7 separate regions of the Mus musculus genome follow, and regions 2, 3, 4, 5, 6 and 7 are each linked to region 1. The links are chromatin contacts, called in public HiCAR-type and promoter capture Hi-C maps. All regions are on one chromosome and are shown on one strand. Each heading gives the region's core, a stretch centred on a gene start, on an enhancer-like site or on the middle of the called end of the contact. The rest is flanking DNA. Distances are from core to core; before and after follow the strand shown. Region 1 holds the start of Nusap1 (nucleolar and spindle associated protein 1). Region 2 holds the start of Mfap1b (microfibrillar-associated protein 1B). Region 3 holds the start of Serf2 (small EDRK-rich factor 2). Region 4 holds the start of Adal (adenosine deaminase-like). Region 5 holds the start of Ccndbp1 (cyclin D-type binding-protein 1). Region 6 holds the start of Ubr1 (ubiquitin protein ligase E3 component n-recognin 1). Region 7 holds the start of Ttbk2 (tau tubulin kinase 2).

What was found. Promoter capture Hi-C pulls out the DNA fragments that hold promoters and counts their contacts. HiCAR-type assays count read pairs that join an accessible place to other places. Capture Hi-C pulls out chosen DNA fragments and counts their contacts.
Region 2: a promoter capture Hi-C map of liver shows a contact between it and region 1, with 5 times the contacts expected there. The contact joins the promoter of Mfap1b here to the promoter of Nusap1 in region 1. A contact is called at or near these places in 2 of 39 promoter capture datasets (liver and pre-B cells).
Region 3: a contact with region 1 is called in a HiCAR-type map of astrocytes, with 4 times the contacts expected there. The contact joins the promoter of Serf2 here to the promoter of Nusap1 in region 1. A contact is called at or near these places in 1 of 39 promoter capture datasets (cranial neural crest) and 1 of 115 datasets of contacts at active chromatin or transcription factors (astrocytes).
Region 4: a contact with region 1 is called in a promoter capture Hi-C map of erythroid cells, with 10 times the contacts expected there. The contact joins the promoter of Adal here to the promoter of Nusap1 in region 1. A contact is called at or near these places in 4 of 39 promoter capture datasets (cranial neural crest, erythroid cells and liver).
Region 5: a HiCAR-type map of astrocytes shows a contact between it and region 1, with 2.5 times the contacts expected there. The contact joins the promoter of Ccndbp1 here to the promoter of Nusap1 in region 1. A contact is called at or near these places in 2 of 39 promoter capture datasets (the 3T3-L1 cell line and liver) and 1 of 115 datasets of contacts at active chromatin or transcription factors (astrocytes).
Region 6: a contact with region 1 is called in a promoter capture Hi-C map of liver, with 2.6 times the contacts expected there. The contact joins the promoter of Ubr1 here to the promoter of Nusap1 in region 1. A contact is called at or near these places in 2 of 39 promoter capture datasets (both in liver).
Region 7: a promoter capture Hi-C map of liver shows a contact between it and region 1, with 2.8 times the contacts expected there. The contact joins the promoter of Ttbk2 here to the promoter of Nusap1 in region 1. A contact is called at or near these places in 2 of 39 promoter capture datasets (liver and pre-B cells) and 1 of 9 other capture datasets (liver).

What each region holds. Positions count from the first base shown.
Region 1 is chr2:119,616,984-119,619,714 of GRCm38.p6, forward strand. It overlaps Nusap1 (nucleolar and spindle associated protein 1), which reads left to right and starts at 1,315. Exons shown (of 11, transcript NM_133851.3): 1 at 1,315-1,912. The coding sequence starts at 1,820. It overlaps Oip5 (Opa interacting protein 5), which reads right to left and starts at 1,522. Exons shown (of 6, transcript NM_001042653.1): 1 at 1,175-1,522; 2 at 871-937. The coding sequence starts at 1,478.
Region 2 is chr2:121,472,636-121,475,366 of GRCm38.p6, forward strand. Mfap1b (microfibrillar-associated protein 1B) reads right to left here and starts at 1,388. Exons shown (of 7, transcript NM_001081975.3): 1 at 1,199-1,388. The coding sequence starts at 1,277. It also overlaps the pseudogene Gm14018.
Region 3 is chr2:121,447,842-121,450,572 of GRCm38.p6, forward strand. It overlaps Serf2 (small EDRK-rich factor 2), which reads left to right and starts at 1,357. Exons shown (of 3, transcript NM_011354.3): 1 at 1,357-1,600; 2 at 2,134-2,242. The coding sequence starts at 1,594.
Region 4 is chr2:121,140,693-121,143,423 of GRCm38.p6, forward strand. Adal (adenosine deaminase-like) reads left to right here and starts at 1,401. Exons shown (of 10, transcript NM_029475.2): 1 at 1,401-1,611; 2 at 1,832-1,962; 3 at 2,457-2,517. The coding sequence starts at 1,552. Lcmt2 (leucine carboxyl methyltransferase 2) reads right to left here and starts at 6. Exons shown (of 1, transcript NM_177846.3): 1 at 1-6.
Region 5 is chr2:121,006,992-121,009,722 of GRCm38.p6, forward strand. Ccndbp1 (cyclin D-type binding-protein 1) reads left to right here and starts at 1,417. Exons shown (of 11, transcript NM_010761.2): 1 at 1,417-1,618; 2 at 1,727-1,786; 3 at 2,052-2,131. The coding sequence starts at 1,519. Tmem62 (transmembrane protein 62) reads left to right here. Exons shown (of 14, transcript NM_175285.3): 14 at 1-852. The coding sequence ends at 154.
Region 6 is chr2:120,969,398-120,972,128 of GRCm38.p6, forward strand. Ubr1 (ubiquitin protein ligase E3 component n-recognin 1) reads right to left here and starts at 1,318. Exons shown (of 47, transcript NM_009461.2): 1 at 1,125-1,318. The coding sequence starts at 1,205.
Region 7 is chr2:120,849,091-120,851,821 of GRCm38.p6, forward strand. Ttbk2 (tau tubulin kinase 2) reads right to left here and starts at 1,328. Exons shown (of 16, transcript NM_001024856.2): 1 at 966-1,328. It overlaps AV039307 (expressed sequence AV039307), which reads left to right and starts at 1,566. Exons shown (of 4, transcript NR_038350.1): 1 at 1,566-1,675.

The DNA.
Region 1 (2,731 bases), core at 65-2,564:
TTGATATAGGCAAACATTGTACTTCTGAGCTATAGCACATCTCCAAATCTGTAATTAAATTTTTGTTTGTTTGGTTTTTCAGACAGGATTTCTTTGTGTAGCCTTAGCTGTCCTGGAACTAGCTCTGTAGACCAGGCTGTCCCTGCATTCACAGAGATCCTCCTGCCTCTGCCTCCCTAGTCCTGGGATTAAAAGTATGTGCTACCACCGCCAGGCTTATAATTAAAACTTTTAATCAGGCTTTTTAAAAAAGAGGTTGGCCAGGCGGTGGTGGCGCATGCCTTTAATCCCAGCACTTGGGAGGCAGAGGCAGGCAGATTTCTGAGTTCAAGTCCAGCCTGGTCTACAAAGTGAGTGCCAAGACAGCCAGGACTATACAGAGAAACCCTGTCTCAAAAACAAAAAAAACAAAAAAAAGAGGTTGGGTGCAGGTTCCCATGCTTGTGATCCCAGCACTTGCAGGCAGAGGCAGAATTGTAAATTCAAGGAAAGACCTTTATTACCAATATCAAAAGTAAAATAATTTGTAACTATATCAAAAATGTCACTTCAGGGCCAGTGAAATGACTCGGTGGGTAAAGGTATTTGCTACCAACCCTGAGAAATTATAACTAATAACTAATAACTAATAACTAATAGTCCTAGTTCTCTCACAGACCTTAAAACCTACATCCAACTTTAACTTTCACCAATGCCATGTTTATATGATTCAAACCGGTAAAGAGTTTACAACTCAAACATACTCTATGGAGAGCGTAAACATGTCACAAGACAAAGTTTCTTTCTTGTTTACAACAGTTACATACTCTTCACTGTCATTAAATCGGGAAATATATAGAGAGCGCCACCTCAGGAATTCTCCACACGTACCTGGACTTGAGAAAACCTTCTATGCCAACCAAAAAGGGCTCTAACAAAACGACGTTGTTTGTGACTTCTGGAAGACAAAACGGTTTTGAGAAGAAATACCTGCCAGCAGATTCATCTGCCCATAAAACTTAACAAAATGGGTGGGGCTCAGCCAAGGGCGCTGGGTTAGCTCAGGCGACGGCCTGGGTTTGAAGCCCAACTCGGGAAAACAAAACAAACCCCTCCCTCCCCTGGGCAGTACTGTCCCCCATTCCTCATCTGCCTCTGGTCTATCTTCCTCACAAACTACCCTCGCCTCACTCACTGGAGAAGGCCAGGGCGCCGAGGGACCGCGACAGGTCCCAGGCGAGGTGCAGGGTGTCGCCGAGCACCGCGTAGCACCGCGCGCAATGAAACACGGCACATCTCTCCGGCTCCAACCACGCAGGCAGCCGCAGGTCGACAGGTGACGCCTTCACCTTAGACTCGGAGGACCCGAGAGGGGAGAACCCTTCCACCACCTGAGTGTCCCACTCCATGGAGGAGGTAAGAGAAAAAGGTGTATCACAAGAGTCACGACGTGACTGGGTCTCCAAGAAGCGAAGACTGCGGCGCGAGAGAGTCGCCATATTTCTTTGAAGCGCGCGCCTCTTTCTCGCACGCTCCAAGTCCCGCCCACCTGTCTCCCTGCGTCTTCATTGGACAATGTTCCTGAAAGACACGCTCTCAATACGCTCAGCGCCAGCATATTGGTATAGTTTGCGGAATAGCGGTCTTCAGCCAATCACGCTACTGGCCCGCATCGGAAACCCCACCCTCGAGGCAGTTCAACCAATGAACTTACAGCAGTCTTAATTTAAACTCCATATATAAGTCGGCTTGTCAACGTCTTGGGTGGCGCCAGTTTTGAGCCGCTCTGTTTTGAGTTGTGTGGCTGTTTTTCTGGGAATCACCGAGATTGCAGAACGCGATGACCGTCCCCTCTGCAGAGGAGCTGGACTCCTTTAAGTACAGCGACCTGCAAAATTTAGCCAAAAGGCTGGGCCTCCGGGCTAACATGAAGGTACCGTGCTGGCTGGCGGTGCGGGCAGTTGGGTGGGCGGGGTAGAAGAGACCAGGGATTTGGGGGACAGGGCGCGAAGTGACTGAGAGGAAACCCCCGAGGGACGTTATTTTGGGAGGAGTAGGTAGGTTTTGTTCACAGTGACTGGAATTTGTTAAACGAAAGAAAAGCCGAGGCTGTTACTCTAGTTGGAGGCTTTTTTTATTATATTTGGAGAACTTATAAAGACTTTTTGTTTTTTGGTTTGGTTTGGTTTTGGTTTTTCAAGACAGGGCTTCTCTGTGTAGCCCTGGCTGTCCTGGAACTCACTCTGTAGACCAGGCTGGCCTCAAACTCGGAAATCCACCTGCCTCTGCCTCCCAAGTGCTGGGATTAAAGGCATGCGCCACCACTGCCCAGCTCTTATAAAGACTTCTTAATGGAAATGCTAATACTTCCTGGTACCAAATGGGAAACGAAGGCCCATAGGACGTAATCAGTGTAATTTCCATGCCAGTTATTAGGCAGTTGAAGAAAAACTACTTTAAACGACTTCTTCTGAAAAACTCTACTTACTGTTCAGTAAACTATGACACTACCTTCACTCTCGTGAACCTTTAATGGGATGCCTGTCCACCGTGATCTAGTATGATTGTCCATACATTAATCACTATTGTGATGGTGGTCTTTTTCAAAACCGATAAGGTCTTTGAATTCTGAGTTTGCAAGGTGTTCAGAGAAAATGTGGGGATTCATTGTGAGATTGGACTTGCTATATTGAAGCTTGCCCACATGTATATACCAGAGATTTGTACAGCAAACTGCTATTTGCACTAAATC
Region 2 (2,731 bases), core at 138-2,637, 1.9 Mb after region 1:
TATTATTAGCCCAGCCATCAAGCCTAAAGTTCCTAACTCGTCTCTTCTCCCCACAAGGTGTCTATGTGGATGCTCGGGGTCTGACCTCAGGCACAGTAAGGGCAGCTCTCTTCCTAGCTTCTCTCTCTGCGGTGCTGTGGCAGCCTTTACGACCTAACTTAACGTTCTGACTAGCCAGCTTCTACCTTTTCCTCCAGCTCTTGTGCTGAATCGGGAGATCTCTTCTATAACACAAACAGGGTGGAGCTCAAGAGGTGGCTCAGCAGCTAAGAGGCTCTGCTGCTCATACAGAGGTCCTGGATCAATTTTCCAGCATCTGCATGGCAGTCTGTTACAGTCTGATACTCCAGGCCCTCCTCTGGCCTCTGTGGGTACTGCACCCACATGGTGCATATCCATGCATGGAAGCAAAGCATTCATACACTTAAAAATAAACAAACAAAACAATTACAGTGAAAAGAAACACACAACATAGGCCTCTAGCTCACTTTCTTCTTTTTTTTTTTAAAGATTTTATTTATTTATTATATGTAAGTACACTGTAGCCGTCTTCAGACACTCCAGAAGAGGGCATTAGATTTCGTTATGGATGGTTGTGAGCCACCATGTGGTTGCTGGAATTTGAACTCAGGACCTTGGGAAGAGCAGTCGGTGCTCTTAACCACTGAGCCATCTCGCCAGCCCCACTTTCTTCTTATATTTTGATTTTTGTTACTGTTCTGCCTGTGAGCCTGGCCTTTAACGGTTGAGCCATCTATGCAGCATTATTATTATCATCATTTGTAAGGATGCTATGTGTGGATATGTGCACAAGCGTAGGTACTGGCAGAAGCCAGAGGTGTCAGATCTCCCTAGACTTGGGGTCCCAGGTTGTTGTTGAGTCACCTGAAGTGACTGCTGGCAATTGAACTTGCGCCCTGTGGTACAGCAGTACGTCCTCTCAACCGCTGATCTGCCTCTCCAGCCTCCTTTACTTCATATTTCGAGAGAGATCTCCTCACTAAATCGATCAGGTAGATGCAAGTGGATCCCGCTATCCCCTTTCTCTACGCCACCTGTGACTTTAGGCGGGACGCAGGAAGAAACTGCAGCTAGGTTTTAAGGGCCAGCCGAGCTGGCATGGTCGGCGTAAGGCAGGTTTGAGAGATACTCAGGATGAAAGAGTTCAGAGCCAACCGGAGGGGAGGGGAGCCCGTACCTTTCTCGTTTCGAACTGGGACGGCCCCAGCCGTAGACTGGATGGGCGGCTGCTTCATGAGTGCGCTTGGGACCGACATGGTGACGGCTGCCGCGGAGACTCTCCAAAACGGACTCAATCCCAACAACGAAGAGCAAGGAGCAGAACGCCGCGTCCCACAGGCTGTGCTGGACACAGCTGCGCAACTGACAGAAACAACTTCCGGCAGAGGTAGAGGAACCGGAAGTACATAACAGAGGATTGTGGGTAATTGGAGGGCGGCTGAGCGCTGATCGCTTAAAGGGCTAGCTTGAAATTTGTGCGCTTTCCTAAGGCAATTTTCTCGTCTTCAACCGCTCAAGAACTGGAAGGTCCTCCTGTCTGACAGTTGTTTCTTTTGGTTTTGGTAAGGTCCAGGAAGGTTCGGATTAAAGATTTTATTTATTACATTTTAGGAGAGACTGTTGGTGCATACTGTTTAAAGCTAGAAGTGTGGCCGAAAATGATGGTGCACCCCTTTAATCCCAGTAAGAAGCAGAGGCAGGCGGATTTCTGAGTTCGAGGACAGCCTGGTTTACAGAGTGAGTTTCAGGACAGCCAGGGCTACGCAGAGAAACCCTGTTTTGAAAAAACAAAAAAGAAAAAACAAATAAAAAATAAAAAGCTAGAAGTGTAAAGTGTTTCATCCGGATACGTGGGTCACGTCTGTAATCCCAGCATTTGGGAAGGTGAAAGAGGATTGCCGTGTTTTGTAGGCCAGCTTAGGCAACAAGAGAAGACTCTTCAAAAGAAAAAAAAAAAAAAAAAAAGGAGAATCCCTTAGGGGCCAATTGTTGATTTGGACACACATGCCCTTATTCTAGCACTGGAAAGACCGTGGCAGGTGGATTTCTGTAATTGAGGCTAGTCGGTCTACACAGTAAAAATTCTGGGAGGGAGTACAATATTATATAGGACTTTGAAGGTTCTGTTAATATAATTATCAAATTTTTTCACCTGTGTCCTTGCTTGGTGAAGACAGGAAATTGACAAACTTTAGTGAGGATTTTCAATGAGTCAAACAAGGACGAAGCTTACAAGCAGAAAAGCTTTAGAAGGCCAGAGTAGACAAAAATATTTTTGTTGTTGTTGTTATTATTAAAAATGTTTATTGGATTATAACCACATTACCCTCCCATCTAAATTAAGGGGGGGAGCCCCAAAGATATACATAAAAATAAGAAGTTCAAGTTAGAACCCCTCAGAGTTTGTAAACAACTATGCACTAAATGTTAACCTGAGAGAAACAGAAGTGTCTACCTTTAGCAAATTCTGCCGAGTGTGATGGCTCACACCTTTAATCCCAGCACCGGGGAGGCAGAGACAGGCAGATTTCTGAGTTCGAGGCCAGCCTGGTCTACAAAGTGAGAAACCCTTTACAGAGAAACCCTGTCTCGAAAAAACAAAACAAACAAACAAACAAAAACAAAACAAAACAAAAAACCCCAAATTCTTATTATTGGGGTGGGTGAGCCATGCCATATATGATGATCAGAGGACAATAGTGAGAAATGG
Region 3 (2,731 bases), core at 107-2,606, 1.8 Mb after region 1:
TTCTCACTATGGGAGTAGTAGGATTACAGATAACACACCACCATACCTACCATTTTATGAGAGTTCATGGATCCAGTCCTGCGACCCCTTAATAAAGTTCCTTATGTAGTGGTGACCCCCAACCATAGAATTATTTTTTGTTTTTGTTTTTCGAGACAACAGCTGTGTAGCCCTAGCTGTCCTGGAACTCACTCTGTAGACCAGGCTGGCCTCGAACTCAGAAATCCGCCAAGTGCTGGGATTAAAGGCGTGCGCCACCACCGCCCGGCTAGAATTATTTTTAAACTGTAATTTTTCTATTATAAATCGTAGTGTAAATATCTGTGTTTTTCAGTAGTCTTAGGCGACTCTGGTGAAAGAGTGGAGTGAAGTCTCTGAATTCAGCTGCTTAGTGAAGGTACTGGACAGGATAAAGTGCCTCTGGTCAGCAGGAAACGCATCCTACTGTTCTGGTTCATGTTGGGGTTATTTCATGATAGTTTAGCAGAATTCCTGTTGTCTTGGACCTGGGAAGGGAGAGAAGGCTTAACTAATCTTTTCTACAGGGGGCGCGCGCATCTGTGATTCAGCAACCGAAAATAAAGATTTAGTTACCAGCCTGATTTCTCTTACAAACCAAATGTAAGGTTTAGGGGAAATGATACAATGTAGGCACGGTCGAGAGAGAGGAGAGAGGAGGAGAGAGGAGACAGAGAGACAGAGACAGAGAGAGAGAGAGAGAGAGAGAGAGAGAGAGAGAGAGAGAGAGAGAGAAAGAGAGAGATGCAAACTAATAAAATAGGAGCATTCCCTAATCTCGGTTCCTGAAGTAACTCCACAGTCAGATTCGGGTATGCTTCGTCACCCCCAAGGCACATTCAAAGTTTCTGTGGGCAGTCTTAAGTCCAGTTCAGTAGTGGAGATGTGCATGCAGGAGCTCTGGACTCAAGCTCTTGGGAAATGATTGCAGGATCACTTTATGACACACTAAAACTGGCTGCGCTTAGGGGCGAGGAAAGTGGAAAGGGGTTTCCTAATTGTCTGCGTATGTTTTCAGACAACTGTGGCAAGTGTTCGGCCAAGAGGCTCGGAGACCGGGGAACCGCACTAAGTTTAGCTCCAGAGAACTGATAGCACATAACCGGATGAACGACCTAGGAAATCCCGCCCTCACCCCGTCCCGTCCCCGCCCCGCCCCTCCCCCGCGTTCCTTCGGGGCGACTTTGTCAGTCAGTACCCTAAACTGTCCCACATGAGGTCACTTTGCCTAGTCACGTGCCCGGCCCCGTCGGAGCGCCACATCGCCAGCCGCACCCCTCCACCCCCCGGCCACGTGACCCGGCCTAGTTTCTACAGGCTGGGACCCAGCGCTCCGGGGAAGCCCCGCCCCGTGCCAGCGCTCCGCCCGCCGAGCTCCGCTCTTCGCCCTCCGGGACTGGCGCGTGGCACCGCACTCCACGTGTTTCCCCCTGCCCAATGAAAGCGGGCGCCCGGGCGTGAAGGGGCGGGAGGAAGAAGACGACTTGGTGGCGTCGCGCGAAGGGGGCGGGGCCTGCAACGTCGGCCCGAACGAGGGGGACGCAACGGAGGCAGGTTGGAGCCGCTGCCGTCGCCATGACCCGTGAGTGCTGGGACCTTTTCCTCTCTCCCTTTTCTTTCTGCTCTCGCTCCCCGCGCGCCCGGGTGCCGGCGTGTGCGTCCCCTCGGCTTCCCCGGCGGGCGGAAGGGTCTTTAGGGAGCGCTCTCCAGCTGCCTCCCGCCCAGCCGGAAGCGCAGCCCTCTGCACGCCGCCACTTGCGGAGACCCCTGTGTTGGGCGCGGGCCGCCGCCGGCTTTCCGCGCTGGGGAAGCCGGGTTCCCTGAGTGGTGGGCCCCGGCGCGTGCCCGTGAGGCCCCGGCGCGTCCCACACACCGCAGCAGCTGTCTGGGCCCCCGCGCCGCCTCAAACTTGACGCGCGCCGCCAGCAGTCTCGACCGCACCGTCCTCCCGCACCCCCAAGTTAACCTACCCCGGGCAGCCGAAGCCCCGCGATGGGGTCGGCGCTGCGGCGGGGGTTGGGGGGACGGTCGGGGTCCCAGTTGCGGGGAGGAGGGGCGCTGGTGTGTACGTGGAGCGGCTCCGGCGTCTCACTTTGTACCTTCTCTTCTTCTTAGGCGGTAACCAGCGAGAGCTCGCCCGCCAGAAGAACATGAAGAAGCAGAGCGACTCGGTTAAGGGAAAGCGCCGAGATGATGGGCTTTCTGCTGCCGCCCGCAAGCAGAGGTAGCCCCAGGGAGGGAAAAGGAAGGGTCGGGCCGGGACTGGACGGGGAGACCTGGGTTAGAGAAAGGGGTGTACCAGGAGAGAGAGCTATTGCAGGGTCCAAGTCTAGGTTAGATGTGAGGGGCAGAGTGCATTGCTTCCTCTAGGGTTTTATTTCCTCCCCACTCTAAATTGTTAGGTCACAGCCATACAGGAAGGGACTGGGGCGGGTCCCTGTCCGCAGGCTGATTTCTGCGGGCCTTAGTTCTGACCTTAAGGGCAAGGGCAGGGGCTTCACATATCAAGTGTAGTTGTTTTGACAGCCCAGTACTTTTGACCCTCCTTGCTGCTTGTCTCTCCTCCCTCTTCCCGACTTTCTCACTAGTGTTGTTGGGGTGTGGTACTTAGTACAGAATAGAGAGCCTTGGGCCTGAGCGGCCAGACTTCTGACCCCTTGGGCAACAGCCATATGGAGACTGATTGATTGCCTTTTGACCCTTAGCTCTGTTC
Region 4 (2,731 bases), core at 151-2,650, 1.5 Mb after region 1:
TCTGCCAAAACCCGCGAGAGGTTTTTTGACCTTCCCCCCCCCCACCCCCCCTTTCCAAATTACGTTTTCCTGGGAACACGCCAGCTGCTTCGGTAACAGCTAGCGCTTGGAGAGCTCAAGTTACCTCTTTGTACAGGCATTTTCTGCAGGGAAAAAAAAAACTTGTGTAGATCCTCTTATTTGAGAACATTTTTAGGTGAATCGGAGGCTGACGACCTGATACCGGTTTGGTCCGGCAAAAGAGGACCAGCACCTCGGATCTTAAGCAATCCAGAGTAGATTGGTCCTTGCACAAAAGTAACAGTTGCTCCTTTATTGAGTGTTCTCGTTGCGAGGGAGAACTCATTTAGATCTTAAATTAGGCCATATGGAAAGTGAAGAAAGAGACCTTTACGGATAATTACTGATTATTATTAACCCACTGCCCCTGTACGTGCTGTTTATTCTCATGTAGTCTAAATTCTGTGCTAGGTCTACAGTGAGTAAGTATTCAGCATGTAAAAATGACACTCCCCTCCACTTCCAAGATTCTGTGATTCGTATGTGGTATTGAGTATGTCTGCTGAAAATCGCTATAGAAGAGATGTGATTATTCCCTGTGGCGTTGTTGTTTAAAGGAAGCAACCCAGGTTGGACTTTTAAAGTTTCTACATTTGATGCTTAGGAGATACCAGTAAGAAAGCACTCCCAGAGATGCGTAGAAACTTCATCATTTACTAATTTAGTGTCTGCTTGGATTAGGAAAGGAAATAGAAAGACTTGAAGAATGGTTAACTCAGAGCAGTAGTATGTAACGGCTGAGAGTATGAGTTCTGGAGTCCAACTGGATCAAGAAAAATTTTCTATGAAGATTTGGTTATTGGAAAATGTTTTAGGGTTAGGAACTCGTTAGTGGTCTTAGAAGAGCAGATTGTGTGGCAGAATGATTCAGTGCGTGCAAGATATGTTAATAAAGGCATCTAGTCGACCAGAAGGATCAGAGACAGGAGGCAGCAAATACTACCCTCCATCCAGAGACAGGATTTTCGCCTGACAGACCCAACCCATTTAAGGAAAGTGTTTGTGCGACGTAAATATGAAATAACATGTTTTCTTGTAAAAGCAAATTCGTGCTACATGTGTAAGCTAACCTGACCTACGCAGTAGATTAAAGGAGCCCAGAGTTAAAGGGACAGACGAACGCTGGATTTTTAGTTTTCGGGTGTTTTTTTTTTTCTTGTTCTTTTTTTTTTTTACTAGTCATTTCCCCATTGCAGACACACCTAAGTTAGCTTTGCTTAACTTAAGTTAGTGGGAGCAGGGGGTTGAGGGGGCTTGGGAGGTGTAAAAAGAAGATATCAGCAGTGACTGTGTTTCTGTTTGCATGTTAGATCTGAAAATAGTTACATTTGTTATTGTAGGTGAAAGTGATCCCAGAGCCACACATAGTGCAAGTCTTGTTTAAAATGGCAATCTGAAGGAAGTCCAGCACCTCAGAGATTCCCACTTTGATAAGTTTATCGTCCAAGCCGAGAATAAGAGCAAAGAGAAACTTTTCCTTCTACTGAAGTGATGGAGGCCGGACAGCAGTGGCCTGGGAAGACAGACTTTTATCTGCAATTACCAAAAGTGGTAAGAATTAACTACAGAGTTCTTGTTACTGTATAATGGCTTTTGTATTGTTTTCCACAAAAGAGAAGTAAAGCTTATGGGTAGAAATTGTAGAGTGGGTATAGCTGAACCAAGTAGCTGGCCTAGTATAAACTACAACTAGGAACCAGGCCACCAGGGCCTGATGTATGGGGCTCTGGATCTCGTGGACTCTTGTGAACTGATTGTCCTCTTGTGTTAGGAGCTCCATGCCCACTTGAATGGCTCCATTAGTTCCAGTACCATGAAGAAACTGATAGCCAAGAAGCCACATCTTAACGTTCATGGTCACATGACCATGATTGACAAGGGGAAGAAAAGGACTTTACAAGAGTGAGTTTGGGAGGTTGTGGGAATTTTTTGTGGCTGTATTTTGGGATTATAATATATAAGAATCAGATTTTAATACTTAGATAGGGTAGACATCTGGCATAAAATATATAACCTAACTCACAGTGCTTTTCCAACTGTCAGACTGACAGTATGTTTAATGATTTATATTGTTTGTCATATTGAGTTGTTCCTTAGATTTGAAAATAAAGACAGATTGATTTTTCTCTATTTGCTAGTCCTGGCAGGATTAAAGAATAGGAATGGCTGTTTCATACTTTTCAATATAAATAAGTAATATCTTATTTTAGCTATTAAATTGTCTTTCTAGATCAATGTAATTTTGAAAAAAGGTGTATCCTATAGTTCTTTGTAAATTTAAATATATACTTACTATTAACCTCAAATTTACTAATTAATTCCATTCTGAGGGTTTTTCTTGAGTAACAGGTTTTGATGAGGGAAGTGTGTTAAGACATTTTTTTTTTCATTTGTAGATGTTTCCAGATGTTCCAAGTTATACATCAGCTTACTACTAGTGCTGAGGACATCCTGATGGTGAGACACAGAGGCAGGTTAAAATGGCGTGACTTTCCACAGCAGTGCACAGCTCACCTTGCGCATGTCCTTTGGCTTTCATCCACGCTCTGATGGAGATGCTTGCTCTTTCCCCCCACTTCCTTCCCCCTCTTTATTTTTTCCTTTCTTTTTCTATTAATTTACAGATTTTTTTTCATGACAACTCTTTGAAAAGTCAGTGTAAGACATTGGC
Region 5 (2,731 bases), core at 167-2,666, 1.4 Mb after region 1:
TCATGTGACATATGGCTCCCTAGCCTTTACATTCTCTCCATTGAGGACCTGGTTGACATTGCTGACACCTGTGCTCATTTACCGTGTGTGGACATTGAACTCCACTGAACTTGGAATATTCATGGTGCAGTTAAAAAGTCATCTGAGCTCCTGAAGTCCATGGCTTACAGCTAGCAGCCTGGAAGAAGTCCAGCCTCCACATTTGTGGCTCAGATCTCTGCCCTGTGGCAGATGGGAAAGCCAGTATCAGTGGGTGAGCTTCAGGAAGCAGTCACTCCTTGGACATCTGAATGTTGGAAATGTTTACTACTGATTCTTGCTGTGTGGACTGCAGAAAAGTCTAACAATTGATTCTTCCTCAGGAGGCAAAGAGCCCTAATCAAGAAGATTGCCACAGTGGGGTCTCTGTGTCACTGTGTCCCTTGGTACTACTGTGTTTATTAGGGTCATCCTGTGAAAAGCATCCAGCCCGAACTTGGAGTTCAGGATGTCATTTTCTGCCTAGGGAGCCTGTGGAAACTTGTCCTGGACCTTTACTGCTCCTGAGACTTGACTTCCCAGCCTGTTTCCCCACCGATCATGGGCTTTCTGCTTCCTTAGCCAAGGTTGTTTTCAACTAATCAAATAAATGAATGAATGGTAGCCATAAACAATGGGTTGGAGAGATCAGTGGTTAAGAGCATGTACTTTACCTCCAGAAGACCCGAGTTCAATCCCTAGCAACCATGTCAGATGCTCACAACTGCCTGTAACTCTAGCTCCAGGCCAGAGCCACTGTGGGCACCTACATTCATATGTGCACAGACTTACATGTGATTAAAAAATAATAAAAGATAAGTATTAACAAAGAAATATCACAAACGGATCTGCAATGTTGATAAACATATGGGAGCCAGAAAGTGGGCCTGGTTTGGGGGCTTGGAGAAAGAGTCACCAGGGAGCTGGAGTCAGCAGTTAAGAGTGCTGGCTGCTCTTCCAAAGGTCACAGGTTCGATTCCCTTCACTCACACAGTGTAACTCCGGGTCCTGGGGATCTGATTCCCTCTCTGGCCTCTGCAGGCACTGCCACGGACATATTTACAGGGGAAAAGCTCAGTTACATAGAAGAGTGGCCAGGTCTCTAGTAGGTCAAAAGATGCCTGGCTGGGTCTTTTGAGTGGCCTAGTGTCATGGAGGGAGGGGTAGTGGGGTGTAGCCAGGGACTGGAAAAAGTCTCTAGATCTGCGGGGAGGGCAGGTGAAGGAGGCGTGGCTGGGTCTCCAGGCCGGGCCAGCGGGGAGTGGGCAGGTTTCCAGTGGGGAGGCGTGGTCTTGTTCCTGAGTGGGCGGGTCTCTGGGGGTGGGGGGAGGCGTGGACGGATGGCCGGGCTGTCTGGGAAGGCGGGGTCGCTACACTGAGAAGGAAGGGGCGGGACGCGCTGTGTGTTGCCGGAAACGAGATGAGTTTTTCAGCACCGGAAGTACTGCGGCGGGGCCAAATGGCTTAAGCGTCTTAGCTGGTTCCCAGAGAGAGCCTGCGATGGCGAGCTCGACAGCCGCAGTCCCCTTCCTTGCTCCGCCTCTGGAGCAGCTCCGGCACTTAGCAGAGGAGCTACGGTCACTTCTGCCTCGAGTACGGGGTGAGTTATGGGAATCTGCATCCCGGGCTCCGGGTAGGGATGTAGGGCATCAGGTCAGGGCTCCTCTCACCTGTCTTTTGCTTTCGGGGTGATCCGGCCTTCCTCAAGTCGGCGAAGCCCAGGAGACAGCGGAGGAATTTAATCGAGAAATGTTTTGGAGAAGACTCAGTGAGTGTCTGCCGTTGCGGGCTCTTCCCTCATCTCCCTGCATCCTAACCTTCCCTCTGCTGTCCCCTGAGATGACAATGTCTCTGGTCCTCATCCCTTCTCCCACCCATTCTCCGCACTTGAAGCAGAAATATAAAACGATTTCTGGAGTTGTTTTGGAGATGTTGATTAGGGTGGAAAAGGGACGCGTTATCTAAAAAGTCCAAGTAGTAACTTTAACCTTTTAACACTAACTTTGGCCCCCTGCCGCCTCTGACACCCCCAGATGAGGCAGCAGTGAAAGTGAACGGGGAAGCCACTGTTCTGACAACGCACTTCTCTAAACTTCCATGGCCATCTCCACAGGTGAGCTTTGCTTCCGGAGGGTTATTTTCTCCTTAAGAATCCTCCCGTTTTCTTACCCTTCACATTCAAGCCACACTTATTTCCCCCACTTAGCAAGCGAGGTTACAGTTCTTACCACATGGGATTGTTGTAAATAGCCAGGTGCATAGGGTTAGAAAGGTCTTCTAAATTTAGGCTGAAACTCAGCCAGGTTAGTTCCTCTTAACTTTCAACTTTCCTTGTTGATTTATAGCTGTTTCACATACATATTCCCCATCTGACCAATGAGTAAGCAGGTTTAGAGGCTCAGGTCAATAAATAGCAGAGGAGGAGTTAAATGTCTTTGCAGTATCTAAGCAGCACCTGTTATATAAAACCCTTTAGTGTTAAGATGTTGCTGTTGCTGCTGGTGGTACACACCTTTAATCCCGGCACTTTAAGGAGGCAGGGGCTGGCTGCTCTCTTGAGTTCAAGACCAGCCTGGTCTACAGAGCAAGTTCCAGGACAGCCAAGGCTGTCCTTCTTTTTGTAATGCTTTTTATAATTGTCAGGTGTCTACCTAATTTCTTTCTATTGTGTGGTGAGTACATTATAAGACCTGACTCATGACGAGTTTTCATA
Region 6 (2,731 bases), core at 68-2,567, 1.4 Mb after region 1:
TTTTCATCTAAGCTACATTACCAGTGGTGAAGTGAGTTTCAACTGCTTTTTGGGATGGAGGAGGAAGACTGCCAAGTGCTGATCTAGTGCATATAGTCTTATTCCAACTCTGTCCCTGATGGTTTTTTATCTTACAGACATTCTCTCTAGTCTCCGTGGTTGACTTATTTCTGAGTCATTCTCTTGTCTCATAAAATAATGTTCTAGAGTCTGCTGGGGTAAAGTAAGCCAAGAATGAGTTTATTAAAACTACAAACAACTTCACTAACAGGTATGTGTATATACAATGGGTTTGCGTGGGTGCGGGTATGTTTCCCACACTTTTCCATATGCAGCTATAGACAAACTGATAAAACATGTTGTGATCAATAGTGAGTACTTCCTAAGGACCTCCCTCCCTTCTAGTTATCTGAAGGGACCACATCAGAACATTTGTGAACATTACCCCACCTTTCAGCCTACTCTGTTCGTATTCTCCACGCAGCCAGACTGTTGACTCAATTTTATTCTACCTCTCCTTTCTCAGCCCTTCAAAAATCTAATAGCCAAGTATAGATTCCAGTATTCTCTCGTTTGAAATGTCCCTTCTCATATATAAAAGGCATGACAAATGACAAATTTCCCTCACTGGGGGCCAGATCGAAGGTTCTCAAGACGCTGCAATAATGGATATCTGGCCATGCCTTGCCAGCCGCAACACTCACTGCCACTATCAAGTCCACCCGACAATGCTATATCACACCAGGTGCTGGTCCGGGTCCCGATGCCTATCAACAAGAGGGGTCAGCAATGCGTCTACCGAAAAATGGCCTTCTCCAACCTCATCTCAGCTCCTACATCAAACCCACCTAAATGTGCACGAGTTCTTTCTACTTCAAAATAGAGACATGCGTGTCTGAGCACGTTGAGACTTAATAGATGACAGTCATTAAACTCCGTAGACCTGGCTGGCAGGAATGTGTGTAGGAGACGACTAACTTTATCGGGGGAGGGAGGGTCGATCCTTCAATCCTAGGACTCCCCTTCCCCAGTGCCGCCATAGAAAGCGGAGCCCCAAACCCTCCCAGGCGCGGTGGGAAGCTGTTGGTGGAGAGGACAAAAGGCGCTAGCAGATGAAGACTCACCGATGCCGGCCGCTGCGGGGCCAGGGGAGGCTCCGGGCTGACGTCCATCCTCTCGGCGCCGTCCATCTCTTCGTCCGCCATCTTAAGGGAAACGAACGCCCGCAGTTCCCGACCCCCGGCCGCCAGCTAGCGGAAACCTGTGGCCGGCCCGACGCGACAGGGACGACACTTTTACGACGGCCCCTGAAGTCAGGTTTGTCGCAGCACCCGGAGCGGCTTCCGGTCGGCTTCCCGGAAGCAGGCTGCCGACCTGCCAAGCCGGAGGTTTCCGCCCCTGATGGTTAGTTAGCCCTGCTCCACCAGGGCTGATCCCCGAGGGAAGACCTCACAGCTTTGTCGCCATCCCTTAACCCCGGGGCAGGGGTGGTGAGATGACAAAACCGAGAAACCTAGTCCATCCGTCGGTAAGGGAAGACAAACTGAATACATCCCCGTTATGGAATACCCCATGAAAAGAACAAGGTAGATGTACGGAAACATCGAGGGGAAACTGTTGCCACAGACTACAAATTCCTGCATTTGTGCATCTATGCATAGTGCGAAGGAATAGCTCTGAACCAAGAGAAAACACCCAAGGCCAAGACCAGGGTTGGAGGACAAAGGTGATAAAGAGCTAATTTAGTGTCCTCTGTTTTTGTTTTTGTTTTTTGTTTAGTTTGGTTTAGTTTTTACGAAACGAATAATAGCCTCCAATACCACGCATTCCTCCTACCTCTGCATTCCAAGTGACAGATGTCAGCCACCTGGTCCCTTTTTAAATTTATATATATACTTTAGCGACTTGTGTCTGTGTCTCTCTCTCTCTCTCTCTGTGTGTGTGTGTGTGTGTGTGTGTGTGTGTGTGTGTGTGTGTGGATCATGTTTAGAGATCAAAGGACAATTTGAGGGGATTGGTTTTCTACCATCTCACCTGCCATGGAAGTGGGTTTTGTTTTGTTTTTGTTTTTGTTTTGTTTTGTTTTTTTGTTTTTGTTTTTGAGACAGGGTTTCTCTGTATAGTCCTGGCTGTCCTGGAACTCACTTTGTAGACCAGGCTGGCCTCGAACTCAGAAATCCGCCTGCCTCTGCCTCCCAAGTGCTGGGGTTAAAAAGGTGTGCGCCACCACCACCTGGCTTTTTTTTTTTTTTAGATCTGTAAGGTCAAATTTTCTTCACATACACCAACCAAAGCAACACATGACTGACTATAGATAGAGGCAGAACTAAAACACACCTACCCTTCTATTAAATTGGAACTTAAGAAATTTGGAAATTCTCACATTTTGGATAACATTTGTTTACCGAGTTAATTTTCATTTTAAATGCTGTTTATGCCTGGTGTAATGGCACCCACCTTTAAGCACTCCAGAACCAGAGGCAGGTGGATCTCTGAATTCAAGGCTAGCCTAGTCTACTCCAGAGCTATGTGGTGAGACCCCATCTCAAAAAGAGAAAAAGAAAGGAAAAATGTTTAAGATGTTATATTGTTTACATGCCTGTAAGCCGGCATGGGTGACTTACAGCTGTAACGTCAGCTAGCATTTGAGAATATGAGGGTTCTTCCAAGTTGGAGGCAGCAGAACTATATAGTTCCAGATCAGTCTAGCTGCCGGTGAGGTCCTGTCCCA
Region 7 (2,731 bases), core at 78-2,577, 1.2 Mb after region 1:
TAAATGAATGTTATTCTAGTCCACTTTGCTGAAAGAAAACAGATACATCTTTGCAGTCTATCCTGGCAAGTCCATGTTTAATGTCACTGCAACTATTAATGGCTCAAAACCAAACACTGAAACAAAACACAGCCTGAATCCTCCTTGTATTTGAGAGTTTGAGTCCATTCACAATACACTCTCTCACACACATTCAATTCTACTAAATAACATCTTCCCATCATATACAGGTTAAAATAGAATTGTCTTCTTTAAATGTTAAAGGACAGCTTCCAAAGCTAGGGGAGAGAAGCCTATCAACTTTAATCCAAAGCAAAGTACAACTCAATGTCATTTTTACCTCTAAGGCAGCGCCACAACTGAAACAAAATGAACTTCATTTAAGGATCAGGTATCCTAGCATCCCCATGATTATTTACTTCTCTGACTCGACAGTGCGTATATGTAGGCTCTTTTGTCCCTCTTTTGGCATCCCCGCGTATCAACAGCATCATCTTTGTCAAAGCAAATCCCTCTGGTCATTACTTCAATACTACAAAGTCCCGGCCTTCCTTGTTACCACACAAATGAGATTCGGTAGTCCCGTCACTCTTCCATTACAGTGGGAAAAGCAAGATAGAATGAAACGCTCATAATTTCAAAAGACTCCTCTCTGCTCGGTCCTGGTAGCCAGAAGAGTCATGAGTACAAGTGATATATGGGTCACCCACAGAAACAGACGAAGCAGCTTCATGAACCTCCAAGTTCAGGGAAGGCACCCAAAGCCTCCGGGGAAATGGGGCAGAACCAGAAAGATCTGTGGGATGAGGATCAATTTGGGTCTGGCGTCGCCTCAGGGCGTGGGCATAAGAAACCCAGGGGTCTCGGGCAGTCTCCCCTCCACGCCTCGGTTGAGCTGAACGAGGGATGAGGCGGGCGCAGGGAAGCTTCTTGGAGACGCCCTGGGGCTCGGGGGTGTGTCCTACCTGGGCCGCGGCGGACGCAGGATCTCTGACGGAGGACGAGGGTCTAGCTCAGGGTCCGCACCGGCAGGAGTCACCGCTCAGCAGGCGGGCCCGCCACCGCCTGCCCATCCCCCGCCGCCCACTGCGGCGGGACCGGAGCGCGGCTTAGACGGCCGGCGGTCCCTTCGGATGCCGTCCGCGTCTAAAGGCGGCGGCAGCGGCTGCGGGTATTGCTGCGGATTGTCCCGGGCCGCTGCTCTCGTGCCAGCCCCTGCTCCTCCTCCTCCTCCTGCCGCCGCCGCCTCCTCGTCCCTACCGCTCCCATCGCCGCTGCGGCGACTACTGCAGCGCCCGCTGACCCGGCCCGACGTTACTCTCCCCCCCGCAAGCCGCACAGCCTAGCCCACCCGCCCTGCCAGCGCGCACCGCCCACCTCTCCGCCGCGGGTGCTGATTGGAGAGCACGTTCCCAGCCTGTGGCGTCGGTTGGCTAGTCCCATTGCCTATCAGGAAGGGGGCGGAGAATTGGGCCGAGAGTGTCTCCGCCCCCCACCGGAGAATTGCCGCTATCTTCAGGTTTGCCTGAGAGGGCGAGTTACCGGGAAAGGAGCATCACAATGACAGTGCGCGTGTGCTTGGGAATTCTGGGACTCGTAGTTCCAGCCTCCGCTGCAACGGCCGGCCTGTCCTGAGGAGAGATGTAAGGCGCAGTGCTTCTGAGAGCCGACTTCAGTAGGTGTTCTCCTAGCTCAGCGTGCTTATGGCCACAGAGTTGGGCCCTTTGGAAGAAAATTGGTAATGCTTTGTCACTGAGGCGGTCGCGTCGAGAATCGTGAGGCCGGGTCATTGCTTAAGGTCTACTCGCCTGCTCAGACCTAGAGCTGCCAGGATCTGGGAAATGGGCGCTGTCCCCTAACCTAAGCTGCTAACTAGGGCCGGGAAACCCGAAGGTATTGGGAGAAAAGAAAGGAGTTACAAAGATGTCAGCCTGGCGAGGGAGTGCCCATTCACAACCCACGAAAAAAGATTTCATTGGCTTTTTGATAAAGACAATGAACAACTTTCATGTGGACCAGTCTGGGACTCTAAGCTTGGAGTTTGCAGGAGTGGCTCAAGACACACAAAGACTAACTATGAAGGGTGGGACACCGAGGCTGTATGGGAGACGTATTTCATGTTGAATGTGCCAAGCTCTTTGGTGAAAAAAAACAAAACAAAACCTAAGAGTAAGTCCCTCTTCTTTCTTTACTATCCATTATATAGACATTAAAAATTAAGAATAAACTTTACCAAGATCACAAAACTGATGTCAAAACCAAACTGCGGACCTATTCCATATTGTATGCCCAACGTTCTTTTTTCCTTAACAATTGCAATGACTGCCACGAGTTTGCCAGGAACAGAGAGGATGCAATGGTATGAATTGTAAAGGTTCACTTTTTGTTTTTGTTTTTGTTTTTGTTTTTGTTTTTCGAGACAAGGTTTCTCTGTATATCCCTGGCTGTCCTGGAACTCACTCTGTAGACCAGGCTGGCCTCGAACTCAGAAATCTGCCTGCCTCTGCTTCCCGAGTGCTGGGATTAAAGGCGTGCGCCACCACACCCGGCTCAAAGGTTCACTTTTACTTTCAAATATTTTCTTAGGTGACAAAAGTGTTCTTACTGTTAAGGAACTACCATCCTCTTTATATTCCTTTACAAGCAGGAGACATCCTTACTGCCTGTCATGTGCAGACTCTTGGACAGAAACCAAAACAAAAGACAACTGATGGTGAGGTCATCTTGTTCT